Linked DNA regions of Mus musculus: region 2 is linked to region 1. The links are chromatin contacts, called in public Hi-C maps. All regions are on one chromosome and are shown on one strand. Each heading gives the region's core, a stretch centred on a gene start, on an enhancer-like site or on the middle of the called end of the contact. The rest is flanking DNA. Distances are from core to core; before and after follow the strand shown.

The links. Hi-C and Micro-C count contacts between places; a contact is called where the count stands out from the background.
Region 2: a Hi-C map of neural stem cells shows a contact between it and region 1, with 2.9 times the contacts expected there. The contact joins two enhancer-like sites. A contact is called at or near these places in 5 of 484 Hi-C or Micro-C datasets (bone marrow-derived macrophages, nephron progenitors, neural stem cells and 2 more) and 1 of 115 datasets of contacts at active chromatin or transcription factors (pancreatic cancer cells).

The regions. Positions count from the first base shown.
Region 1 is chr12:44,854,566-44,860,193 of GRCm38.p6, reverse strand. It overlaps Stxbp6 (syntaxin binding protein 6 (amisyn)), which reads left to right. Exons shown (of 6, transcript NM_144552.3): 6 at 4,317-5,628. The coding sequence ends at 4,340. Among named protein-coding and RNA genes, the nearest start is that of Gm33548, 69 kb to the left of the region's middle. Within about 2 kb of position 1,918, at least 103 of the 459 cell types and tissues checked have an H3K27ac peak or open chromatin away from gene starts, as enhancers often do. A contact at or near this core is called in neural stem cells, where this site is marked.
Region 2 is chr12:45,090,316-45,096,483 of GRCm38.p6, reverse strand. No RefSeq gene overlaps it. Among named protein-coding and RNA genes, the nearest start is that of Gm24731, 16 kb to the left of the region's middle. Within about 2 kb of position 2,558, at least 22 of the 459 cell types and tissues checked have an H3K27ac peak or open chromatin away from gene starts, as enhancers often do. A contact at or near this core is called in neural stem cells, where this site is marked.

The sequences.
Region 1 (5,628 bases), core at 669-3,168:
AGCACTCCAGGAGATTGGCTCCTGACAGATGGCTTCAGTGACTCTATCACAACAGGGTCTTAGTGCACTGCTGCTTCTGAGACCCAGGTAGAGTTCCTTGAAGGAGAACTAACCAAGTCTGTCCAAGACAAGTCTGCCAGCAGACAAGTTGGCATCAGGACGTCGCATTACGAGCTGTGATGAAGTAAACCCAGATGCATGCTCCCCAAGGCTTTGGTACAAGGAAATGATGAGAGATTTCATGCCCTGATGCACTCATACACAAAGCAACTTAAAGTATTTAAATAGGAGAAGGACAGTGGTAATCTGAGTAGTGGTATTGAGTGGGGAAAGAGAAAGCCAAAGGAAGTAACATTACAGCTGTCCTAAAGTTTGCAAAGGTCGAGTGGTCCAGGCAATTGTCTCGTTTGCCTTCCCACTGTGGTGCACTGATAAAGCTCTGCTAAAATAGTTTCGGCTAATGATTAAACCACAAACCAGGTTACCAAGGAAGCTGTGAAATTATTCTTCCTAATGTGGGGTAGACAATACCTGGATGTCATCCACATAGGCGTCCCTCTCACCAGGGGTTGTACAAACATCCAAGTTCTGGGCCATTGCCACTATTTCCCTGACACTGTGGCCAAGTTTGCTCAATGGTTGGGAAATAACATGGTATAGTAGTTAACTTCTTATGTTTGAGCCCGGCTCTGTCATTTTCCATCTGGGTGAGCTAGGACAAATGCTAAATTTCTCAAAATCCCATGTTTTCTTATCAGTTAAACAAAGACAATTGATTAATAACCACACCTATCTCCTCTAGTTCAGAGGGGAACATGCATATAAATCTAAACTGTTTATGATTTATTTCAATAAACATAGCTTTTGCTGAACCTGTCCTCTATTTGGTGACATAATGGGATCAGTAATGAAACTGAGGAATTATTACAGATGACTGAGAATCTTCAAAAACAGCAATTTTAAAAAAGAATGCAGATAAATATTGTGTGATCCAAATTCAAAAGGAAAGCGAGTGGGAAGTTTATAGTATGTGAACAGAGAGACATCTTAGAACAGCCTATGAGACTAGAAATTGATGAGGCCATAAACTGCAAAGGGGTCTCCAGCTTTGGTAAGTGCAGGGCAGGGTGGTCTTAGTAGAGGTCAATTAGGCAAGAGAATTTGGCATTATAATTGGTTTCCCCTCCAGAAGATGTTCCCAGGGGAGAAAAAGTCCCTGGGTGAGTGTGTACAAGGGAGTGTAAGACAGTGTCAGGGCTAGGCTTGCAGTTTTCTAAAACTGGGCTATGTGCTCATGAACCACTAACCTAAGAAATATTTGTAGTGAGCAAGCCAACCACTTTAGATAAGGTGTGGCTGCTTTTTCTAGGGGTTAGAACTGTTGATAAGACCATAGATTTACCATGAAGATGTGATTTCACTGGCCAAGCCCCAGCCAGGCCTGCTAGTGAGAAGATTCAGAGGTGGAACCAGGCCTTCTACCCATTCCCCACACTCCTAGACATGTGTGGCCTGTTGACTCATGAAGAGTGGGCTGTGTTTACAAGAGGAAGACACAGTGCACATGGCAAAGAACAATCTTCCCAGGTGACAGTTCCTCTGAGGACAACCAGGTCCAATGGAAATTGTGGCCTGTCTTTCTAGATTATTGTAAAAAAATACCATTTGTCATTTTTCCCAGGACCCCTGCAGTGACCCAGGTACAAGCGTGAACAGGTCTCTTTTGTTCATCCTCTAGCTGTATGGGTGCCAGTCCCCTCTAGAACAGAGATGGGGGACAATGCTTCTCTCCTGGCCCAGCACACTCCTCACCCCAGTTCTGGTTATCCTGTCATGAGGAAGTATTGTTCCTTCCTGAGCTGTGGGTCTGGCACAGTTCCAGCCATTAGGAAAGAGCAACGCACAGCACAAGCAGCCTCACTCACTTTCCCCTGCCCCCGAAAGCTCAAGGTTGCAGTGTGCTCCAGGCTTTGACAGCCCGCCATGGGTGGTGAGTCAGCAGGCAAGAACATTACCCACACTAGCATCCTCAAATGACATTTCTCACAGCAAAAAGAGTTGATCTGGACTCTTCTGCACCAGGGTAGAAGAGATGACAATAAATTCTCTCTCTTTCTCCCTCTCCCTCTCCCTCTCCCTCTCCCTCTCCCTCTCCCTCTCCCTCTCCCTCTCCCTCTCCCTCTCCCTCTCCCTCCCTTTCTCTCTCTCTCTCTCTCTCTCTCTCTCTCTCTCTCTCTCTCTCTCTCTCCCCCTCCCCCCGTCCTCTCTCTCCCTCCCTCTTGTTAGTTCTGTTGCAGTTGTTCAGTTTGAGCCTTTAGGCTAAAAGGGAAGGGACTCTTCTCTTAAAGCACATCCTAGTGTCTGTAATGATTTTTTTTCATTATCATTATGTAGAATAGACTACAGAGCATTAGTAGGGGATTTCTGTAAACTATTCAGTAAATAAACCAGGGGGAATATTTAAGGGAGGAACTCCAGCACTTGTATTACTCTCCGACAGTTTTACAGGAGTGGGGAACAATGGGGAAGCATTGATGTTGAAGCACCCAAGGCTTTAGTAGCAAAATTGTATAATCTGGTTCCCTAATTTTGTTTAGTGCTCTTTATCCTAAAGTCCTTCATTCCCAGATACTTTTATAAACCAGGGTATTACCACTTTTTGCTAGGTGTTATTAGTCTGTCCAGGCTACTTAAAAGCTACAAACAAATTTTAAAAACCTGGTAATTGATTAAACAATGAATTAATTTCTTACAGAGAAGTCCAAGATCAAGATGCTAGATTCCATGCCCCATGAAGGTCTTTTTCCTGATTCACTTATGGTGACCTTTGAGAGTATCCTATCATAATGAAAAGGGGAAGAGTCTCTCCTTCATTCTGAGGTCTCTGCACCTCCAGATCCAGTCACCTCCCACGCTCACCTCCTAATGTCATCTCATGGCAGTTTGGTTTTGGCACCTGACTTTGAGGAAGACACAAATATTTGTACTACAATAAGATCTATGTAGCTAATCGTCCTATTCAATTGTATTTCTGCAAAGTACAGGTGGCCATAACTCAGGGTCTAGCTTGAGCAGCAGTGCAATCATTCCTGAAGATTAGTGGCTATGTGACCTGGCGCAAGCCTATTTAGTGGAAAGTTAATAGCTCAATGAATACCAAGACAGTAGCTGTGATCAAATATTTATGGTTGGAATTCATTACACACAACACTTAACAGCTCTGTGTTTATTTGATGGACCTCTTTGCTAAATAATATATGAAAACTGGAGGCAGAACAAAAACGGGGGCCAAGAATGTGGCTGAAGACTGGGCTAGGTCTGAGGCAGGGTCCTACCTCTCTTCTCTCACTTCACTATGCCCATAACTAAGTGCTTTTTAATGTCAGGAGTTATTAGGCATCAGCACAGTTCTTGACCCCAAACCCAAAAAAATCTTTATCACTCAGTATAGCAAAATGGATGTACTCAGAACAAACTCTGCATCTGACCATTGACTAACCAGCAGCATTAGCCAGCAGGAGGTCTGAGGGGATCTTTACTGGCTCCACCACACAAAAAGTTATCAAGACTTTAAGCTAAGGTTTTCCTTAGAGACAATACCTAGGATAATAGCCAGCCATCCTCTGTCACATAAAGAAATGTTGATGCTGTTTTCCTAGTGGGAGCTCAGGGTTCTAACCTCTCTCTTGTGGCCACCAATAAGATGACGTTGTGACTGCCCTGGGCTTTGCTGGAATGATAGGTTATTAATATGTTCCAGGATGAGGCAAAGCACTAGTAGTTGGAAGTTAAGGTCTATTGTTTGTCCCTATAAGGGAATACAATTTAATTGCCAAGAACTTTGGATCTGATTAAAAGTCTAGGAGGGATATGGTGTAGATTATTTGAGAGTGTCTCTCTACATGCTCTTGAGTTTTCACACTTCATCAGATGTCATCAAGTATTAAGATCCCAGGAGTGTTGCTTCTTGATATATCTAGAGACCCGGGAATCCCAGCTCTCCCAGGGGCGAGTCGCTTGTTCTCTCTGTGCATTTTGTTTTCATCTATCCTACTGAGGAATGAAAGAAAACACACAGCATCCTCCATCATCAGGCACATGTACCAACAAAGTCAATGTACAGGAAGAGGCAAAGGGCAGTGCCCTGTGACCTATTTGTGTAAGTATTACACATCTATCAGGACCACAGTGGACAGGAGTGGTGGTTGGTACCAGGCATAAGATCTCTAATCCTGAATGCAGGAAGGAAAAGTAGAGAGAGCTGCCTAGTAATACGGTCTCATTTTTTTTTCATCCCTCTCCCTTTCTCTCCTTAGCTTGCCATGAAGCATAAATGTTGAGAAACTGCCTATCCTGGTGAAGCTCTAAAGAAAGTGGAGGAGTTTGTTCAGCAGTTATTACAAGACGTCCAGACGGGGCTGCTTCTTTGGTTTTGCTGTTTTGTTTGTTTGTTTGTTTCTCTTTCTTTCTTTCTTTCCTTCTTTCTTTCTTTCTTTCTTTCTTTCTTTCTTTCTTTCTTTCTTTCTTTCTTTCTTTCTTTCTTTCTTTCCCAATATAAGGACATTGAAGGGTTTGATTCTTCATGGTCAGATGTTAATATGAATGAATGGCAGCATGCTGTGGGCATATATTTCCCTATCTTGCTAAAGAATGCTGCAATAGTGTCAGCTTCATTTTTACTTTTTCCATTGTCTGTGTGTGTGTGTGTGTGTGTATGTGTGTGTGTGTGTGTGTGTGTGTGTGTGTGTGTGTGTGTGTGTGTATGTATATCTGTGTGTGTGCATATGTTCCTTTTGAAGAAAAATTGTTTTTGTAGTTCAAATACGAAATTCAGACCAAATAATAAGCCAGGTATAAATTGGCAAAATGTATTTTTTTGTTTCTCTCTGTAACTAAGCAACAAAATAGTTCAATATGGTGGCATCAGGTGATGGTCCTGGGTACAAATAAAAGCCACATAATGCTTTCGCCTACTCTCCTAGTCCTCTTCATTTGAAGAGAAAAATTAAAATTTATTATCTTGAGACTCAAGTCTGTACTGTGGTAAACACATGGGCATATCAGGGGAATTGGATTTTGTCTTTTCATGTTAATCTTTTTGCATGAACCATCAAGAGCATTCACAAAATACAAATCAGAATCTCAAATAGAAATCTACTCTCTGGGCTGACACATAAACATTTCTGTTCCTTCCTTCCAGTCTGACTAGTTGGAATTATCATATGAAGGACAAAAATTTGAATGTAAAGACCTACCGTAAAATATAATTTAAAACTTCCATAGATTTATGGATATTTCTCTTGTTGTCATTATATCATAGCTAACATGGGGGTGGGGAGGACTTATATTTCTAACAACAAATAGTATATCTAGGGTCAGTGAGGTGGCTCGGTGAATGAAGGTGCTTATGGCATAAACCTGGCCACTAGACCCCACAGATTTGACCTCTGACCTCCACCCACATTTCCCAGCACACATATGTACACCATATAAAGACACATACACAAAACAACATAATAATGCATAAAGTCAAATAAAAAGAAGTAATTTGTCTAGATAAAAGTATATAAATTATAACGTGTCAAGATGCTACTTTGTTTTTTGCTCTTTTGACAAAGCTAAGCCTAA
Region 2 (6,168 bases), core at 1,309-3,808, 240 kb before region 1:
AGCCCAATGCCAGGTGTTTGTGGTTTGTGGGTCTATATAAACCCCTTACCCCTTGAGCTCATTGTCTACTCCTCTACCCCTGCGTGGGATACGAGTCGTCCCCAGTGCACTGGTCTTCCCCAATAAACCTCTTGCGATTTGCATCAAGACCATTTCTCATGAGTGATTTGGGATGTCACCTATCCTGAGTCAGAACGTGGGGGAGTCCGCATGTTGTGGGTCTTTCAGAACGAGTCAAAGTTAATATGTAAGCTCTACCTGCCCAAGGACAAGGTAACTTACTCCAATGCTGGGAGTTGTAGTTCTTGGAAAATAATAAAGCCATATGGAAAATAGGGTGGCCATATGGTTTTGTCCTTTAAAAGTACCCACAACACATGTCTCACTTGCTAGGAATTCCAGAGTATAAACCTGACCAGATTCTAGCCTGATCAGTATTTAGTTAAAGCATCGTTCAAATTTGGCTCAAAATTGTGGAACTTGTTTTTCTATTGTGAATCTCAGGATTAACTCTGCCCCAGTGCTACCAACAGTATTCATCGGAGTAGTTACCCATAATAGGAAAGAAATAAAACTAGAAATAGACTGAATGTTCTCATAAAGGGGATAAAATCTGAGAAAGGTTGAAGATGATGATACAACTTCAAATAACCACTACTGAGACAGGTTGAGACATAATGCTAAGTAATGAAAGCCATTTACAGAACAATATGTTGTGCCAATTTTTACACAGTGCTACACATTAACTTGATGATGAAAAGCTTTGCACACAGAAATAATGAAATTCTAGTATATTACAGCTAATACATTTATAGGGGATTTTTTTCATTGGATGATCTGCAGTCTCTGAATTTTTGCAAAGTTCAAGGATTATTTTTTATGTAACTTGACTGTGAAATTTTCAGTTTGTTCATAATTCTAAATTCTTGTGAGAATTACATAAAAACCTAAACATTTTCTAAGTGGTTATAATCATTGAAAAAATAATAAATAAATGGGCAGATATTATGGAGAACTGTTTCAATAATAGAGTGTCAACGCTCTGCTAGTTATACATATTCCTTTAAGAACATTTACACTAGAAACTCTAACTAAAATATTTGAAAATGAAATTATCCAACTGATTTCAAAAGATGGCTTATTTTTAATAAATATAATTTTATAAGTTCATTTCATAAGAATTAACATATAGTAACCCCCTTTTAGTTTGTTTTGACTATATGTCTATTAAGATTATTACTGTGTCTGTTAAGGTTATCATGTGATTTTTGTTCTTATACGGATTTGCCACAATATATTTTTAAATTTACATATGCTTAATCAACTTTGTATCCATGGGATGAAATTTTGTTACTATATGTAACAAAATTGTGTGCTACTGTCTGTTTGTTATAACAGTTGTACACCTGGGTCTTCAGTTGGGACTCCTTACTGGGGAGCAGGATTGTCTCTGACTGTATTGTCTGCCTTTGGATCGCCTTCTCCTCACGGGCCTGCCTTGTCTAGCCCCAGTAGAAGAAGATGCAGTTGAGCCTAGCCTTACTGCAATTTGATAGCCAAGGCTGGTTGATATCCATGGGAGGTCACTCCTTTTCTGAGAAGGGGAAAGAGGGGTGGAAGAGGTGAGGGGAGGTGAAAGGGAGAGACTGAGACGAGAGCCTGTCAGTCTTTCAAAGAACCAACTCTTTGATCAATTCTTTGTATTGTTGTTTTGATCTTCTTTCATTACTTTTGACCCTAATCTTTATTATTTCTTGGAACTTACTACAATTGGATTTGGTTTTCTCTGTCTCTGTTTCTTTCTCTGTCTGTCTCTCTCTGTGTGTCTCTGTGTCTATGTCTCTCTCTCTCTCTCTCTCTCTCTCTCTCTCTCCATAAGTCTTAAGCATTTAAGCTGTTAAGTTTCTTCTTAGAATTGCCTTAGCTGCACCCTAGATATTTTAGGTTGAAATACAGGTCAATAGTAGTGTCTGGGGGAGGGAGTCAGGCAATGACTAGAGTCTTAGAAGGGTAGTTGACATGGTGACAATTATCTATCTCAATTTGATCCCCAAGCAGAACAGGAGACTTGACAGAGAGCAATGTCAATGAATCACAATTGAGAGGTGTCCATTTTCATTCAACAGGCACCTCCTAAGGTGAAAGAAACTGTCTGATACACTGTAGCCAGTGTGACATTTATAGCAAGTGTGTAGCAGTGTGACTGCTCCAGAAGAGAGTGATAGAAACAAAGATACAGAGAAACTCCAGTAAGTCAAGGAGAGAGAAGAGACTAAGCAGACAGCTCAGAGGTAGCACTTACCAGAATAGAGATGGAGAGAACAGGGTTTAAAGCAGGCAGAAGAGAAGCAGCCAGAGAGGTGGACTCCGAAATTTGGAGTTGAATATGATGGGTGACAGAAGCCAGAATTAACAAATGATCCATACCTTAGGGCCGAATCAGCAGCTTAGTTAGTTCTGTTAGGAGCAGCCTGGCCTCTTGGGAACAAGGACTTATTGTTTCCCTCCTGGGTTTTTGGCACCAGATGTAAGCAAGAGCACAATAAAGAAATGGATGCTCCCTGGTTGGGGGAGGGTGGTTGAAGAGAGAGAGAGAGAACAACTAGAGGCATCTAGAACAGCCCAGAGCAGAGAAAAAAACAACAAACAAAAGAAGCAGCCTGGACAATATCAGGACTATCTGTGAGAGAAGCCAGAATAGCAGAGCTGGTGGGGATGGGGTAAAACCTGATGTAAAAGAATAAATCTGAGAGAGGGTAGCCTGTGAACTGCAATAGCCTGGGAGCTAGCATAGTGGAGAAGAAATGGGGAAGGGGAGACGGGCCAGAAGAATAGTCTGGGCTTTGAACACAATGTTGAGTAGGGTCTGAAGGAGCGTAGAAGCCAACAAAGGCTTTGATATGCAACCATAGGTATACCCAACAGAAATATATCCCAGGGAAGGGGCTCTTTTGGTAGGCAAGGGACCTGCCTTTTTAGGTTCCTGAGAAATGCCAACCATAGGATTTTAACTATATTCGAGAAATCTTTCTAAAGTCCAGCTTGAACTGAGCCTAGACTGCCACTTGTGGACATGGGCACTACCCTTTGGATTTAGGGAGCTGGAGTTTCCTTTGGAACTGAGAGGTGTGTTATCAGTTTTGTTTAACCATATGAAAATTTTAGATTCCTAAATTGTCCTTCTTGATTTATTCAGTGATGAACTGTTCATTCAAAAACATATTGCTCATTATTCAAACATTTGTGTAGTTCCCATTGTTGGCAATTTTTGTTTTTATTTCACTATGTTAAGTGTTATGTACTATGTTAAGTTCTATGTTTTAAGACATAGATGTACTTTGATTCTTTTGTATTTGTTAAAGCACATTTAGTGGTCTACAGTGTGATCTTTTATGTTCTGTGGACTGCTGCTAAGAAAGTTTTATATTCCCTTTCTGTTTGGTGCAATATTCTATAGCTAGCAAATAATTGATCCTCTTTACTATAGCTTATGTCTGAGGTATAGTTGATTTTTAACTATAGTATGTTTCTAACAATAAGAGAGCTAGCACATATTCTTGAGATTATTAAATTGTGCTCAATGATAAAGAGAAGACATAAAGAAAAAATACTAGTGAATGACGAGAAGATACTCTATCTTATGACATCATCATGGCAGAAACGTTGGGAGGGTTTTGGTAAACATTACAGAGTTAGAAATTGTTACAGGAGACAATCCGCATGAATCTAAATTCTTGCCGATTTTTTTTTGTTTGTTTAAGAAGAGAGCACCAGATAAGAATATAATTAAAGCCTGATGAACATATAAGGGGAAGTCAGTGAACCCCTAACAATTCTGTTGAGACCAGTCCTTTTAAAGGCTCCTTCCTCTTTCCTGTTTTCAATTCATGACCAGTTTAGGGTGGTGGTAGTATGAGTCATGAAAAAAAGCATATAGCTCAGATATTTAAGCAGAGGACAGAAATAAGGAGTTAGCAGGTTTACCCCATCACACCCTTCCCAAAACTATTAAGAAAAGACAGTTTCTGTTCAAACCATCCTCCACCAATCCTATCCCACTTTCTTTCCTTGGTTTTTCAATATCAGAACATTAAATATATATCTGTTTCTGATACTTTCAGTCATCTTTCCCTCATGCACATTTATCAAACAGAGAGAATTCCTCTGAGTAGGGTAGGTTATGGTTAGAAAGAGCCACCTTGGGCAACATTTTATGAATAAAGGAATAAATGAACAATGTAACAAATATTATTCAAATTCTCTTTTAATTAGCAAACTGCCTTCTATGGGGTCTCTATTTCATCCAAAGCAGGATTCTGTGTATTTAAAAGCAATGTTCTTAGGCTAGATAACTTGCCAGGTTTAAAACTGTGGCCACTTCATCGTAAGCTGGAGAGAATTATATTTAATATATATGACGAGTAAACAGAGAGATGCAAGAAGTGATTGGCACAAGGAGTTATATGAAGTTTATGGAAGACATTATTGTAGAATTAGACCTCGCTCATGACCCCAAAAGGTCAAGCCCTATGTCATCATCAGTCATTGAAAGTTTCAGGTCTCCAAACTGAAGCTGAGATGTTTATCTGTCATTATGTTCTTTATCTTTATAAGAGTTAAATTAGCAGAGAAACCAAAGCCAAATCCACAAGTAGGCCAATCACAATAAGGAAGTCTACTCTGCTTTCACTCTCTGAGGGAAAGTAAACTGAAGCCACCAGATACCAACCAATTTGAAATTTGTATTGTACTGTGTCCTTGTCCCTGTGCCAACCACTTCTCGAAGTATTCTGCCACGAAAAGTGGGATGTGTTTTCCACATCTGGAGATGAGACCCTGCCCAGTTAGGAAGCTTTCCATTAGGTGAAATTGATGGGGTGTTGAGGTAACCAATTCGTCTCTATTCAAATCGACCTGCATTCTCTCTTCTGTAGCTCTCATGCCTCGCAGCCCCAAATCATCAAAGGTATAGATTGATTCAAATTAGCAGCCTCCTTTCTCTTTAGGCCTGTTCCATTTTGACACCTTGCACAGAAGATTTTTAATACCATAAGCACCAAACTTATAACCGCCGGCATTTTGATAATTAAAACAATTCAAAGCAATTAAAGCAATCTAAACAATTATTATTATCCATTCAAACAGTGCTTCTTCACTATCCCCTGCCTTGTCCTGACACAAGATCAAGGCCTAACTTTTGACTATCTCTCTGAGATAAGGCTTTCCTCTCTAACACCTGCACTGACCTTTATGAGATCAGAGGCCTCAATTTATTTATTCATCTATGTACACTTAAAAATCTCCTTTTTGTGGAGATTGATATCTACCATCTATCTATCTATCTATCTATCTATCTATCTATCTATCTATCTATCTGTGTGTGTGTGTATATATATATATATATATATATGTATATATATATATATATATATATATATATATATATATTACCTTTATCTTCATAAGAGTTAAATTGATACCCTTTCTTTTTTCAATTTCAATTAAATTCCCTTCTGCTTACAATATACGCATATTTCCAGGCTATTAATTTGTCACACCAGGCTAAGCAATTCAATAATTCCCATGAAGCCCATGTTCAAGGAACCCAGTTGCCTGCAATGCATAGACTTTTTGAACTTCCTTTAAACCATTTACATTATGTCTCTTCTCTATCCTTAAAAATAATAAAATCAATTTTCATTAATTCTCCCTTCTATGGATATTAGCATCTCTGTGGTTACATATATTATGTCACCTTTCTCTTTATATAACTTGAATTAACATCCTTTCCTATGTATTTAACTTCAATTAAATTCTCTTCTATATTTCTGTATGAGCCTACTCTCAGACTTATCCTTCTATCCTTAAAACAATTAAAGTTTCCTTTATTCCTATCTTATTCAGGCCACATCGCTTCAGCTTGCCTTATCCCAGCAGGAGCTCTCAGCATCCATGGTTTAAGCTCTTCACAGCAGCCCAGAACAGGAAAGTGTCCAGCTGAATTCTTAGCTGCATATCCCTGGGTCAGCCTAGGTGTGTACTAGCCTTAGCCACAAACCCTGAGTTATACGTGCCCATTCAGCATGCCCTTTGTCCTAGTCCCAAACCCACGTGGTCTGGGTAAAAACTGCGCAGCTCTGCTAAGAAACAAATTCTCCTCACCTCTTT